Regions from separate parts of the Sus scrofa genome. Here regions 1 and 2 are each linked to region 3. A link is a contact called in public HiChIP or PLAC-seq data. All regions are on one chromosome and are shown on one strand. The core of a region is the stretch at or near the end of the contact, and the rest is flanking DNA. Distances in the headings are between cores, read along the strand shown. Region 1 holds the start of ITPR1 (inositol 1,4,5-trisphosphate receptor type 1). Region 2 holds the start of LOC100514009 (histone-lysine N-methyltransferase SETMAR). Region 3 holds the start of EDEM1 (ER degradation-enhancing alpha-mannosidase-like protein 1).

What was found. HiChIP or PLAC-seq counts read pairs in DNA pulled down with a chosen protein or histone mark.
Region 1: a contact with region 3 is called in an H3K27ac HiChIP or PLAC-seq map of alveolar macrophages. The contact joins the promoter of ITPR1 here to the promoter of EDEM1 in region 3. A contact is called at or near these places in 1 of 47 Hi-C or Micro-C datasets (alveolar macrophages) and 2 of 2 datasets of contacts at active chromatin or transcription factors (alveolar macrophages and skeletal muscle).
Region 2: an H3K27ac HiChIP or PLAC-seq map of alveolar macrophages shows a contact between it and region 3. The contact joins the promoter of LOC100514009 here to the promoter of EDEM1 in region 3. A contact is called at or near these places in 1 of 5 promoter capture datasets (liver), 1 of 47 Hi-C or Micro-C datasets (heart right ventricle) and 1 of 2 datasets of contacts at active chromatin or transcription factors (alveolar macrophages).

What each region holds. Positions count from the first base shown.
Region 1 is chr13:61,066,817-61,070,567 of Sscrofa11.1, reverse strand. It overlaps ITPR1 (inositol 1,4,5-trisphosphate receptor type 1), which reads right to left and starts at 2,437. Exons shown (of 59, transcript XM_021069282.1): 1 at 2,185-2,437; 2 at 1,269-1,344.
Region 2 is chr13:60,913,059-60,917,271 of Sscrofa11.1, reverse strand. It overlaps LOC100514009 (histone-lysine N-methyltransferase SETMAR), which reads right to left and starts at 2,860. Exons shown (of 3, transcript XM_013981913.2): 1 at 905-2,860. The coding sequence starts at 1,021. LOC110255178 (a long non-coding RNA gene) reads left to right here and starts at 866. Exons shown (of 4, transcript XR_002338059.1): 1 at 866-999.
Region 3 is chr13:61,702,208-61,706,357 of Sscrofa11.1, reverse strand. EDEM1 (ER degradation-enhancing alpha-mannosidase-like protein 1) reads right to left here and starts at 2,757. Exons shown (of 11, transcript XM_021069286.1): 1 at 2,113-2,757. The coding sequence starts at 2,631.

The DNA.
Region 1 (3,751 bases), core at 1,188-3,687, 640 kb after region 3:
TGTGCTAACTAACAGGCAAGTGTTTTCACTCTCCAAACTTCAGCTTCTTCACCTGGACCTGATTCAACAGGGTTTCTGTGATGTCTGACACGGGACCTGGCTTATAAGTACTTAATTGTATTATTATTATTATTTTTAGCAACCAGTCATAGAAGAGTTAGTGGACCACTTTCCCCGGACTGCAGCTTACTCTGAAGAGGAGAACTAACCCCAAGCCTTGGCCTTATGAGTGCCCACGTAGCCATGCGATTCAGGAGAACTCCAAGAAGGAAGTAGACCTCACACATCCAAATGCTTCCCACTCCACCAGCACTCCTGAGGATCTTATCAACAGGAAACAAAAGCACAGTACTACTATAATGAAGTGTCTGACTTTTCTAATTAGCAAAGCCCAAAGATTGTAGCCCAGGGAACAGCTAAATATTTAGAAGCGATCATGAAGACCCAGTCCCCCAAAGGATCTGTTGATCCTGTTCCTGACCGTTTCAGAAGAAAAAACTTTTGATGCTCAATTCTGCAGCAACGGGGATGTATGTGCACCAGTTAAAATCTCCCTCTATTCAACTGCAGTCTGAACATCTGGGGGAGGAAGGCATAGGAGCTGCTTCTGTTTACAAATAAACAGCTCTCAGCTAATAACCCAGGACAGGCATCTAAACCATAGCGATCCACCAGATTCCTTGACATTCAAGTGGCTTCAAGTCAAGGGCTGGAGGCTACTATCTTATGCTTCAAGAACTTCCCTTTTTAAAGTTCTAATTCTTTCAATTGGCCAGCAACCACTTTCATTTCTTGCAAGCAAACCGACCCTGATTAAACACCCATTCACAGTAAGAAAAAAGAAAGTGACTATTTTTGAAAGAGGCAGGCAGATAATTTTTGCTTACATATCTTGGCAGATGAAATGCACTGCATCCTTCAGAATTTAAATCTTCAGCACACCACCTGGCAAGTTCAGTTCTCAGGTCACCAATGGGCATCCCTTGTACTGCTCCATTTAATGTTGTTGTGAGGGTTTTTCTTCCCTCCTGTCAGAAACCTGGCTGCTTCACTTCTGAGCCAGGACCAAAAGCCCTAGGCAGGACCATCCCCTGGTTATCATCAGCTCCCTAAAGCCCTCATCCAAGGTGGTGACAAATTTTGGAGACTGAGCCATGGAATTTCCCTTTCTTTCCTGCTCCCCTTCTCCATGGCTCTTTAGAGAGAACTTAAAATAGGCTAGGACAAAAACTTATTATGGACTACAGCTCTAAGGCTTCCACACTTACCTGACCCAGGTCAGGCACTCTGTTGCCAAAACACGCCCAGCCAGGGGTGCGAGTCCTGTTCCTCTGTAGTCAGCTCCTGCATATTAAGAAAGAAGACTGAATATAAGATTGGCTGATGATGAGTCCCTAATAGAAATTCTCAAATTCCACACTTCCACTTTCTTTAGGCTCTTTCCTGGAGGGACAAACCCCCTCCCACCTACATACACACACACAGGGCCACCGCCACCGCCAAATTTGACGGGTGTGTTGGTGGGATCAAGAGGTGAAGGTTACAGGTAACTTCGCCTATTTGTTTCTAATATGTAACTGATAAGTGAGACTAGGAACGCACAAACTTCCAGTGTGCCGGGAAGATCTGAGACTAAGGGAAGTGTTTGGCAGATCCCAAAGCACTTGTTTCCCGGAGCGAAGGCCAAGTATCTGAAGCCCGCATCCTCATCGGGCGTGAGCTTCGTCCACACTTGGTCCTTCACCGCTCCTCGGGTTTTCTTCCGTTTTTTAAAACCCTCTTCACCGGGACCCCCAAATGCATTATTCTCCCAACCATGCAGCACGAGGGAGGGCTACATTTTAAGAAAGATTATTTCCTTGAGCGGACTCACAGAGGACATCCCCACGCCCCCCCCCCCAAAAAAAAAAAAACTATTTCCTGCAGCTGCTGCAACAGTTTCCAACTTGGGGGAATGCCATTCCAATCCAGAATGGGTAGTCCTCAAAGCCAGGCGATGGAGTTGAGAATTTTTTTTTTAACCTCAAATGAACCCCCCCCCAAAACGTCCTCAGTAAAAGAACCCCCAAATGCACGCAAGTGCATGCAAATCCACCAAGAACTACCAAAAAGCGAGGCAAAAACTTCTGCGCCCGGGGGGACAGTACCAACTCCCCGCGCCCTCCGCCCGGCCCCAACCTCTACCTTGGTGCCCGGGGAGCCACGCCGGTTTGGGGGAGCAGGGCGAGGAGAGGGGTTAGCGGCTGCTGGGTAATCCCATGTCCGCGAAGAGGGAGCTCGTTCCGTTAGGATGGAAGCGGAACACCCACACCTCCTCTCGGCGTGCGCTTTCTCTCTCTCCACCCTCTGCCTCCTCCTCCACCACCACCACCTCCTCCTCCTCTCCTCCCACCCCAGCAAGCTTGAGGAAACGCTTCAGCAGCACATCCACATGGTTACTGCACTTTGAAGCGGCTCCTGGCAGCTTATATAGGCCGGGAAGCTCCCTGGGCAATGTAGTCCGAGCCCAGGGTCGTGGCGGCGCCTGGGGCCGCGGTGACGAACTACAAGTCCCAGAATCCCATGGGCTACCGGGCTGAGCTCTAAATAGACGCGCGCGGGGACAGGGAGGGGCGTCCTGCCCCGCGCCGAGGCTTCAAACCCGGTTCAGTGCTGGGAGCTGGCTGGACTTGGAGACGGCGACCCAAAACTACCCCTGGAGGGCGCCCCCAACCCTTGGGGACGCTCCTCCTTTGGCTGTCCCCTTTCCCTAGAATCCAGGTGTCCCTGGTAGCAAGGGGCGAGAGGAGCTCGGATTTCTGCTTTGGGAAGTTTTTACAAGCTGTTACCCACCCTCCCCCCGCTTTGAGTACCAGAGCCAAGAATTTCAGAAATCCAGGGCACGAAAAAGCCAGTGTTTGCGGTCAAGGATTAAAGGCGCGAGGTTGTCTTTATTTAATCTGCTCCGCCCGGTTCGGGTTTGCACAGAAAATTAAGTCTGGGAGCAACACTAGCAGGGACGCTGGCAAGTGGCTAGAGAGCACTTTCCTGAACCCGAACTGCATGTGTCTTTCCTCGCCCCGCAGGAGGTATAGAAACTTAAGCCTCTCGGTGTACAAATAAAGGAACCGAGTTTTGACTTGCCAGGGCTGGGATTGGGAAGCAGAAAATAAATACAAACCGCGACCTCGGTCCTGACCCTGCTTCTAGCAGCCCCTCTGCTCCTGGGAGCTGTAAATGCTTAAGTAAATAAACCGCAAACCAGAAAAACAAGGGCTTTGGAATGAGTAGCTTACACAAAGATGCGCGTTCAGGCGGGGTGCCCTCCAGCAGCTCCCACAGGGGCTTCGGGGGCAAGATGGGTTTCAGCTCACTGCTCAGGAGAGCCTGGACGTCCCGGGTTACAATCTGCTTCAGACTCTGGTTTTTGGAAGAAGGGCAGAAGCTAAGTTCGGAGGCCAAGTCTGCCAGATGCCCTCCCTGCCTCAGACGATGTGCGTTCATTGCAGAAACGTTTCCTGAGAATCTACTGGGTGCCAGGCACTGGGGCATGGTAGTGAGCCAAAACCACATCATAGAATTCCGAACAGACACAGCTTGCCACCGCATAGATCTGCTGCAACAACAATGGTAATAATAATTAGGCAGATTTTATTGAGTCCAGACCACATGCACTTTTCATGCTTAAAGCTGTTAAGTTTTAACAACCGTAGGCATATGTATTATCCCTATTTGACAAACGAGGGCTCAAAGAAATCAGGTAACTTCCCAA
Region 2 (4,213 bases), core at 1,611-4,110, 790 kb after region 3:
TTTTTTTTTTTTTTTTTTGGTCATTCCTTGTTCCTTAAGCTACATAAAGGCCAAGCTCAAAGGGGTGAGAGTGCTGGAGCAGAGAGTGCTTTGAGGTAATAAAAGTAGTGAACATTGATTGAGTTCTTTCAGCAAACCAGGACCTGTATTTTACTTGTAATTCTTAAAGCAATCTGGAGAGAGGTATTATTATTTTAACAGCCCACGGGAGGAATCTAAGGCTTAGCTCAGCCTAGTTTATATTTGCCAAACAGCTCACAGCATAAGGGAACCTCAACTAAGTCTGCCTCTAAGGGCTACGTTTTTAAACATGACACTAGGCTACGATCTGTTGATAGGCCCTATGCCTCATCTTACAGACAATACACCTGCGACCAGAGAGGCAAGTAAATTTGCCCTGGATGTTTCAGCGAGTTCTGGGGACAGAACCAAGACAAAAATACAGGCTCTCATGGCTCTTTGCAAGTAACCTCAGGAAACCTCAGGTTTTGCCTTCAGAGAATTACTAGACTATGGGCCTCCAAGACTCTCTTAAGCTCATTGCCAGGGTTAAGAGAAAAAGGCCGAAACCTGTGAATTTAAGAGCTATTCCTGCGCGCAGGCAGCTCTGCGATCGGGGAAGAAAAAAGGTCAAGAAATTGGAGAAACAGCGATAAACATGATATTCATCCACTGAAATAGGACCACAGGCAGTAACTGCGCACCTAGTCACCTAACGCGCTGCCCAACCTTTCTCACTCTATCTGAACCGGCGCTAACCCCGCCCCCCAGGGCTGCGCACGCAGCTCTCGCGAGCTCCCATCCCCGCCCTCTACAAAAAAGTGCCAGCCGGCTCTTGGGGGTCAGGGGGCGCCGGGCTCAGCCTTCCTGCTGCTCAGGCCCAGCCCCAGACCCTACCCCGTACCTGGAAGGGCTCTGGCCCCGCCCCTGACGGCCAAACGCTCACAGGCAAATTCTCCAGGCCGCGGGCCACGTCCGGCCGCTCCATCAGGGCTTCAGGTACCTTCCCGGACTCTGCCATCCCGAAAGGCCACTTCACAGCTCGGGGGCACGTTCTGACCCGACTCAGAGCTCCCACTGTCCATCTAGACTGTCTTGCGCCTCGCAGAGGAAGCTGGGAGTTGGGTGCGGGGGCCCCATTGCCTCATGGGAGTCGTAGTTCTCTGTTACCACTGTCCTGTGGAGGCGTCTCCTCCCTCGACCCTCAGCTTCCCTCGACTTTTTGGTCTGGCTTGCTTTTTGTTTGGGGCCAGACGCAGTACCAATAATACAAAACCTTATAAGGTACAGAGGAAACTTTGGGAGCACGGAAGAAGTGCTTGGCTTTTTCATGTGAGCTCAGGGAGGGCGTAGAGGAGCGGTGGTTTGACCGGGTGTCCGAGGGCTTGGAGGTTTGCTGGCGTGGGGTAGGGGCGCGTCCTAAGCTCAGTGGGGTGGTACTCCTGGGTCTGAGGTTCTGGAAGTTGAGGGCCAGTTGCGGGGCGTGAGATGTGGTTTGCTATAGGGGCGGAATAGCCTGACCGGGCGTCAAGAGGCTGTGTGGGGTCCGCGCACTCCCTGACTGGGATTTCTGTTCCCTCTCTGCACCCCCTGCTCTGAGGAAACCAATCCTTGGCCCGCAGAGGGTTCTGGTAATTTCGAAATTGCTCAATTAGGTGGAATGTTATCAACCTTCCCAAAGCTCTGTGACCCGGTTGTTGTGACGCCTCCACGTGAAAGCCTCTCAGCGCAGCCAGTCTGGCCCCCTGTCCTAGGTGCGCTTGCCCTGCATACCAGCCGTCTCGCTCTCTTGTCCTGCTCTCTTGTCCTTTTCCTGCCGTACTCTGGCATGGGGGCGGGTGTCATTAGGGTTTCTGCCCCTGGTCCCATTCTCACCTCCACTGGGCATCCTCAGTAATACCATCTACTCTTACGCTTCAAATATCTTGTAAAGTACTAGGCTCCAGCCCAGACGGGAGATGGAGATCTGGTTTTGGATATCCAATCAATCATTGGACATTTCTGTTTTCTGTCTTACCTGAAGCTCGGGATCACAATGACCTGAGTTAATTTATTCGTCTGTGAATTTTCCTTTTCTTCATTTAAACTGGGAGAATAATCCGTCTATAATCTCCAGAGCTACCTGAAAGCAACACACGGAAGCATTTTCTTGAAACCCTTTCTCTCCTTAGAACGCCATGGCTAAGAATTTCCTGGCCAAATCTTGATTTTACTTTCATAATGTTTTTCATTTTCATTTCTTTTTAGGCTCTCATTTCTGGCTTGCACTCTTGGAGTGATTTCTACTCCCCAAACCCCCAATCTAATGTTCTCCATATCCCTAAATCACCTTACTGCTGGTTCTACAATGATCTTTGGAGCATACACATCCAATTATTATATCCTGCTGCTTAAAATCCTTTGTTTGCTCCTTGTTTATCTCAAAGTCTACCTATATTCTGGCTTATCAGGTCTGGAAGATCCAGCACCTACCTTTCTCTTCCTTCCTTCCTCCCTCCTCCCTTCTTCCCTTCCTTTCACTGCACTGGTGGCATGTGGAAATTCTGAGGCCAGAGATTAAACCCGCATCACGGCAATGACCCTGGCCAGTGTGGTGACAACACTGGATCCTGAACCTGCTGTGCTACAAGGGGACTCCAGACCCTACCTGTTTCTTTGGTCTATCTTTTGAGCCCCTTGCTCTATTTTTCCTTAACCGGTGGTATTGGGTTTCTGCTATCTTTGTTCACATTTTTCTCTGTCTCCAGTGCCTTTCCCCCATAATGTCGGTCCATTCAGCTCATGTCCCCTTCTCTATATCTTTACTGACCTTGTTTCCTATGTCATTGGTTACCCTTTTCTTTGTTCTCCCATTTTACTCTATGAGTGGTTTTCTCATAATCTCTGCAACTTTTTGGTATACTCATAGGCAGAGCTCTTCTATTGAGGTCATGAAAATTATTTATACATAGGAAGAGAGAAAGAAACAGGGAGATAGAAATGTTTCGTTTTAACTTAAATACACTTAACCCTTGAACAACATGGATTTGAACTGCCCAGGTCCACTTATATGTTTATTTTTTCCAGTAAATACCAGAGCGCTAAACAATTCAAAGTTGACTGAATCCATGGGTACAGAACCCTGGATATAGAGGGCTGACCATACAGTTAGTTGTATAGGGATTTTTCAACAGTATAGAGGGCTGGTACCCTTAACCCTTGCAATGTTCAAGGGTCAGTTGTAATTTTGGTATATATTTGCAAGTCTTTTGATGTAGGGCCAAGATTTTTGTTTGTTTTTGTTTTTGGTATATGGGTCTACTGATTAGAATTCCATGTCATGCTTACTTTGAGTTCCAGTTTGGGTGTCTCTAAAGTGGAACAGGAACTAAAAGATGCTGAAGCTATTTGAGCTCATGGTCTGTTTTTTTCTTCCCTCCAGTATTTTAAACTTTTCTTAAAGCTATATCAGTGGCAAAACATTTTTTTTAGTGACCTTCCTTTTTGTCAGGTTTTTCCAGAGTATGTTACTTAGTTTTCCTGGAAGGGAGCAACTTCTTGTACTCATAGTTCATCATCATTTCTTTACCTCTTATAATGAGTTATACCTGGCATTTAAGTGACTTAGTTCAGGCTGCTGTAACAGACGGCACATAGACTAGGTGGCTTAAACACCAGAGATTGATTTCTCAGAATTTTTGAGGCTGAAAATCTGGGATCAGGGTGCCAGCATGGTTGGCTTCTACGTGAAGGCCCTCTTCCTGGTTTGCAGACGGTTGGTTGTCTTCTCTTTGTATCCTAATGTGGGGGAAATAGAAAGGATTGGTTATCTTCTTCCCCTTATAAGGATAGTAATCCCATCATGGACGCTCTACACTCATGACCTGAAAGGTCCTACCTCCCAGGTCGAGCCACAGCCACCGTAGAAGCAACACCCAGTAGTTAGGCTGTGAGCCACAAGGGAAGTCTGGTCCCCCCTCCAGATATCATCAAAGTAGATCTTTAACATCTGAACTTTAGAGGGACAAAAACGTTTGTTCTGCAGCAAATAGGTTTGGGAATAGACACGTGGATCAGGCTTATCATGTGTATCCACAATCAGGTAAGAAAGTCACTTAATTTTGCACTGAAGTACACGCCTGATATAAACACCAATTTTTAAGAGCAGATTTAGAGGGAGGGAGATAAAGAATTTGATTTTATGTAAGAGGTACTAAGGAGTATTAGTAAGATA
Region 3 (4,150 bases), core at 1,508-4,007:
TCTAGTCAAGGCCGCTATAACCCCAGAGTTCTTTTACCTTCTGAAAGACACCAAGGTTTACCAGCCACAAGGGTGATTATTACCTGTGGGCACAACCCTTTCCAAATGCATCGCCTCAGTCTTTCCACTTCCAACTTTCCAACAGCAGCATATCTGCTCAAAGCACCCTGACCTCAACTTACCAAGATTGTCACTTAACAGTCAAACCAAACCACACCTCAGCAGTCATCATCCTGAAGCAAAGCCCCACCAGCAACTACCACAGGGCCCCAGCAAGCTAGCCAGGGCCACCTCACCCTGCTGGAGGGAGGCTCCAACTCTGCAGAGAGTTCTCAAAGTTTATTAGGAAAAGCATTAAAATGTCATAAACTCACTCCCAGACCATCATATTCTCAATAGAAAGTGTTATCACAAGTCCTCCTTAAATGGTTCTCCTTAGGTCTATGCCATAAAAGGAAGCCTGAGAAAAAAATCTGTGAGGGAGAACAACTCAGTGTGTTTGCTCTTGCAGTACCATGAGCACTGGTGAGAAAATAAAATTAAGATCCGAAATACGTACACACACTTTGATTTCAACTACATTAAAAGTGTGCAGGCATCTGGGCAGGAGTTGGCAGGAAAAATAAATTAAAAATAACTGCCTGGTGGGATTTTAGGCTTTTTTTTTTTTTTTTAATTTTAACTTTTTTCCCCAAAAAACTGAGATCAAAAGAAAACACCTGGTGCTGCGGGAGAGGCCCTAGAAAAGGCAAAAAGGCAAAAAGACAAAAAAAAAAAAAGAAAGAAAGAAAACACATGGGTATAAAGTCTGGTATAGTTAAGCTAATTAGGGAAAACAACTCAATTTCATACAATATGAAAAGGCCCAGTAATTTTTTCCAAAATTTAATAAAAATTTTTCTCAAAAAAATTGATTGAAAATATATTTATACATATGGCCAGTTATACATTTAAACTATATCAACCTTTACACGTAAAGTGAAACACGAAAAGTACCTCAACAGTTTCCTACAATTTTAGAAAGACCCAGTCCTTTTAAGTTAACCTGCCCTGTGCCCTCATGCTCTCAAATTGAAATTTATGACATGAGTTTGTAGATAATAAAACCATTTTTAAAGCTCTTCTGCCTCCTTTACTCTATGGGCTTCCTTTTTAGAACCTGAGAAGTGGCCTTTGCTGCTTTTCACCAGGTGAAGGAAAACACAGGGCTCACTGTCAAAAGGGGCCAAGCAACGGACTCCTCCACTCCCGCCTGAGAGGAGGAACCCAGGGGAAGACAGTCACCTATCCAGCCATCAGGGTCAGTCAGAGCACACCGGTTCCCTCCAGCCAGGAGGTCCTCAGCTGGGTGTGCTGTCCTCTTGGACTCTGAAGTCAACAGCAATGACCCTTGAAGCTCACTCTGCAAACAAGCCTGATCCAAGGACAGGACTGGTCCACCTTTCCTGACAGCCCTGCCACCAGACCGGGGAGAACCTGCAGGACAGACCCTACAGTAAGGCAAAGGAATCCCATCCTGAGCATCAGGAACCCAAATGTAGGCCTCACAGCCTCCCTCCCTTCCACCTAACCATCCTCAGCCTAAAAAGCAGCCTCTGTGATGAAGGAGAAAGATTGTAGCCCTGCTCTGCCTCAGATTCACTGCCTGGCTTTAGAAGTCCCTTCCCGGGATCAACTTCTGAATTTATATATTTCTATACAGAAAAGTGGGGAGTAGGCTAGGTGGGGGAAGGTAAGGGCTAGTTCTGAAGCTACATTTACAAGGGATTTCATCTTGATTTTATGTTCACCTGGAGAAAGGGTGAAGATGGGAGTTTAAGGTCCCCCCAAGTCACCCCTTGGTACTGCTACTGTGCCCTCTGTTCTCTGAGCCTCAGTTTTCCCATCTGTAAAAGAGATTGCGCAGACAGCAGTCCAGTAACTCGGATTCCGGAAGAATCAGGACAGAGGGCAGACATCGGCCCTTCCACTTACCCCCAAGCCCCCATCACCCTAAACACCCCGGCACCCTTAGGGGGACCCAGAGGACGGACGGCAGCACCCACCCCCGGGGTCGGAAGGAAGTGCGTGCGGTGAGCGGTCCCGGGCGTCCGGCCGGCGCGGGGTACTCACGGGTCCCCGCGGTCCGGCCCTCGGCCGCGGCAGTGGATGGGGTTGAGCTCGTCCTGGGGAAAGGCGTGCGCCATGTAATTGTCGTAGCCGAAGACGAACATGCCTCGCGCCAGGTCGCGCATCTGTGCGCGCAGCTGAGGCGGGAAGGCACCACTGTAGCGCTTCTCGTACTCGTCCCGGCCGCGGTCCCGGCCGCCCAGCACGTAGCCCCAGTGGGCCGGGCCACACACACCCGGCCCTGGCCGCCGCGGAGCCCGCCGCCGCCCCGCAGACGCTGCCGCCGCCGCCGCCGCGGGAACCGGCGGCTGCAGCCACGACGGCCCCCCAGGCGTCCCCGGCCTGCCCGCGGGCCCCGAGGCAAGAGACGCGGGGCCGTCGGAGCCCCTCAGGCGGTGGAAGCCGAAGCTGAGCGGGAAGCGCTGGTAGAAGCCCATGCTGGGCCCCAGCCCGAAGACAAGCCACAGCACTCCATGGAGGCCAAGCCGGAGGAGCACCAGCCCCAGGACGAGCGCTCGCCATTGCATGGTCGCGCGGGCGCCGCGGGCATTATTTTAAAACGCTGGGGACCTTCCCCGCCGACCACCGCACCCCACGTCCGCCTCGTAGCCCCGCTCACTTCCCCTTTAAGGAACTTCCCCGTGACGCACCAGGAACTGGCCCATTGTCCCCCACCCCCAGCATTCCGGGCCCAGCCGGCCAGGCCCCGCATTCGCCCGCCCAGTCGCCCGGATTGGCCCGGCCCCGGCCCGGCCTCGCTGTGCGAGGCGTGGGACTCCCTCAGGCGCCATAGGCCACCTGGTTGCCCCCAACGCCACGAGGCCCCGCCCCGTCCTTTCGGCCCCGCCCCCAGGGCGGTCCGGAGTCGGCTGGGCTGGCGTGGCGAGTAGGAGCAGCTCGGGCTCCGGAGGAGGGAACTTCCAGCCAATGGGAGCGCGGCACGGAACCTGCAGCTGAAGGCTGGACAGGGACGTGGCCCAGGACCCGCCCCGCTCCAGTAGAACCGGCTCCGCGCTGGGACCGGAGCTGTATGTTAGGGACGGTAACAATTAAGACATAAGGAACAAGGAACGAAAAAAGGACATTTCTATATAAGGCAGCTACTTTGGCATACCAAGGGCAAGTTTTTTTTACATGGTGGGGGGTGGATGTTGCCGTAAAACGTTATCTTGAATTACTTTTATTAAAACACCCTAATTTGTTTTCTTTTAACTTAAAATTTGAACCCTTTTTATTAAAACGCCCTAACTTGTAAGAAGCGCTCACGGTGACTGTAAAATACACATTCCCAGGTCCTGTCCTAGACCTATAGATAGAGGGCCCGGGCAATGTGTCTAACAAATACGCTTCGGCAATTCTTAGTATCCGACAATTCCAGGAAATACTGAGTTAGGTTGAGTTGCCTTTGTCTCAGAAATACGACTATTTTTAAAAAAAGATACAGAAGAAAAATGCAGGGGGGAGGAGTCAAGGCTGCTTGCCGCCACCACCGATTATTTTTACCAGATCTATTCAATCATATCACCATCTCTCCTGTGCACTGTAGCAGTGACCTAACCTTTGACGTGTGGGATAGGTTCCTGGTCAAATCACTTTACCTCTTAGTATCTACTTACCATAATAAGCAAGGTTGAAAATGTCAGCTCTGAAGGGCTATTGCTTTCATGTAATGGCTCAACGGTTTGGGGGTTTTGTTTTCTTTTGTTTGCCGCATTTGGAAATGTCTGCTAAGATTTGCCCTCCTTAAGTTTAGACCATGTGCCTATTATACTGAGGTTCCTGAAAAGCTCAGGAAGCAAGACCTGATGAGTGGCTCAAGCCAGACTGGCAGAATAACCAAGGGAGTGACTAAGAAGATGACAGAGTAGTCATGTGGCACATTCTCAGGGTCAGAAGACTTTTAGCAATACAGAGGAGGTATAATGGAGACTCCCTGAGAAGGAGCCTGAAGAAACATGATTGTAACACAGGTGGCTGGCACATAGTAAGACCCTTTTTGTTGATTGACCCTTATTCCTGTCCAAAATACCGACAGGCCTGC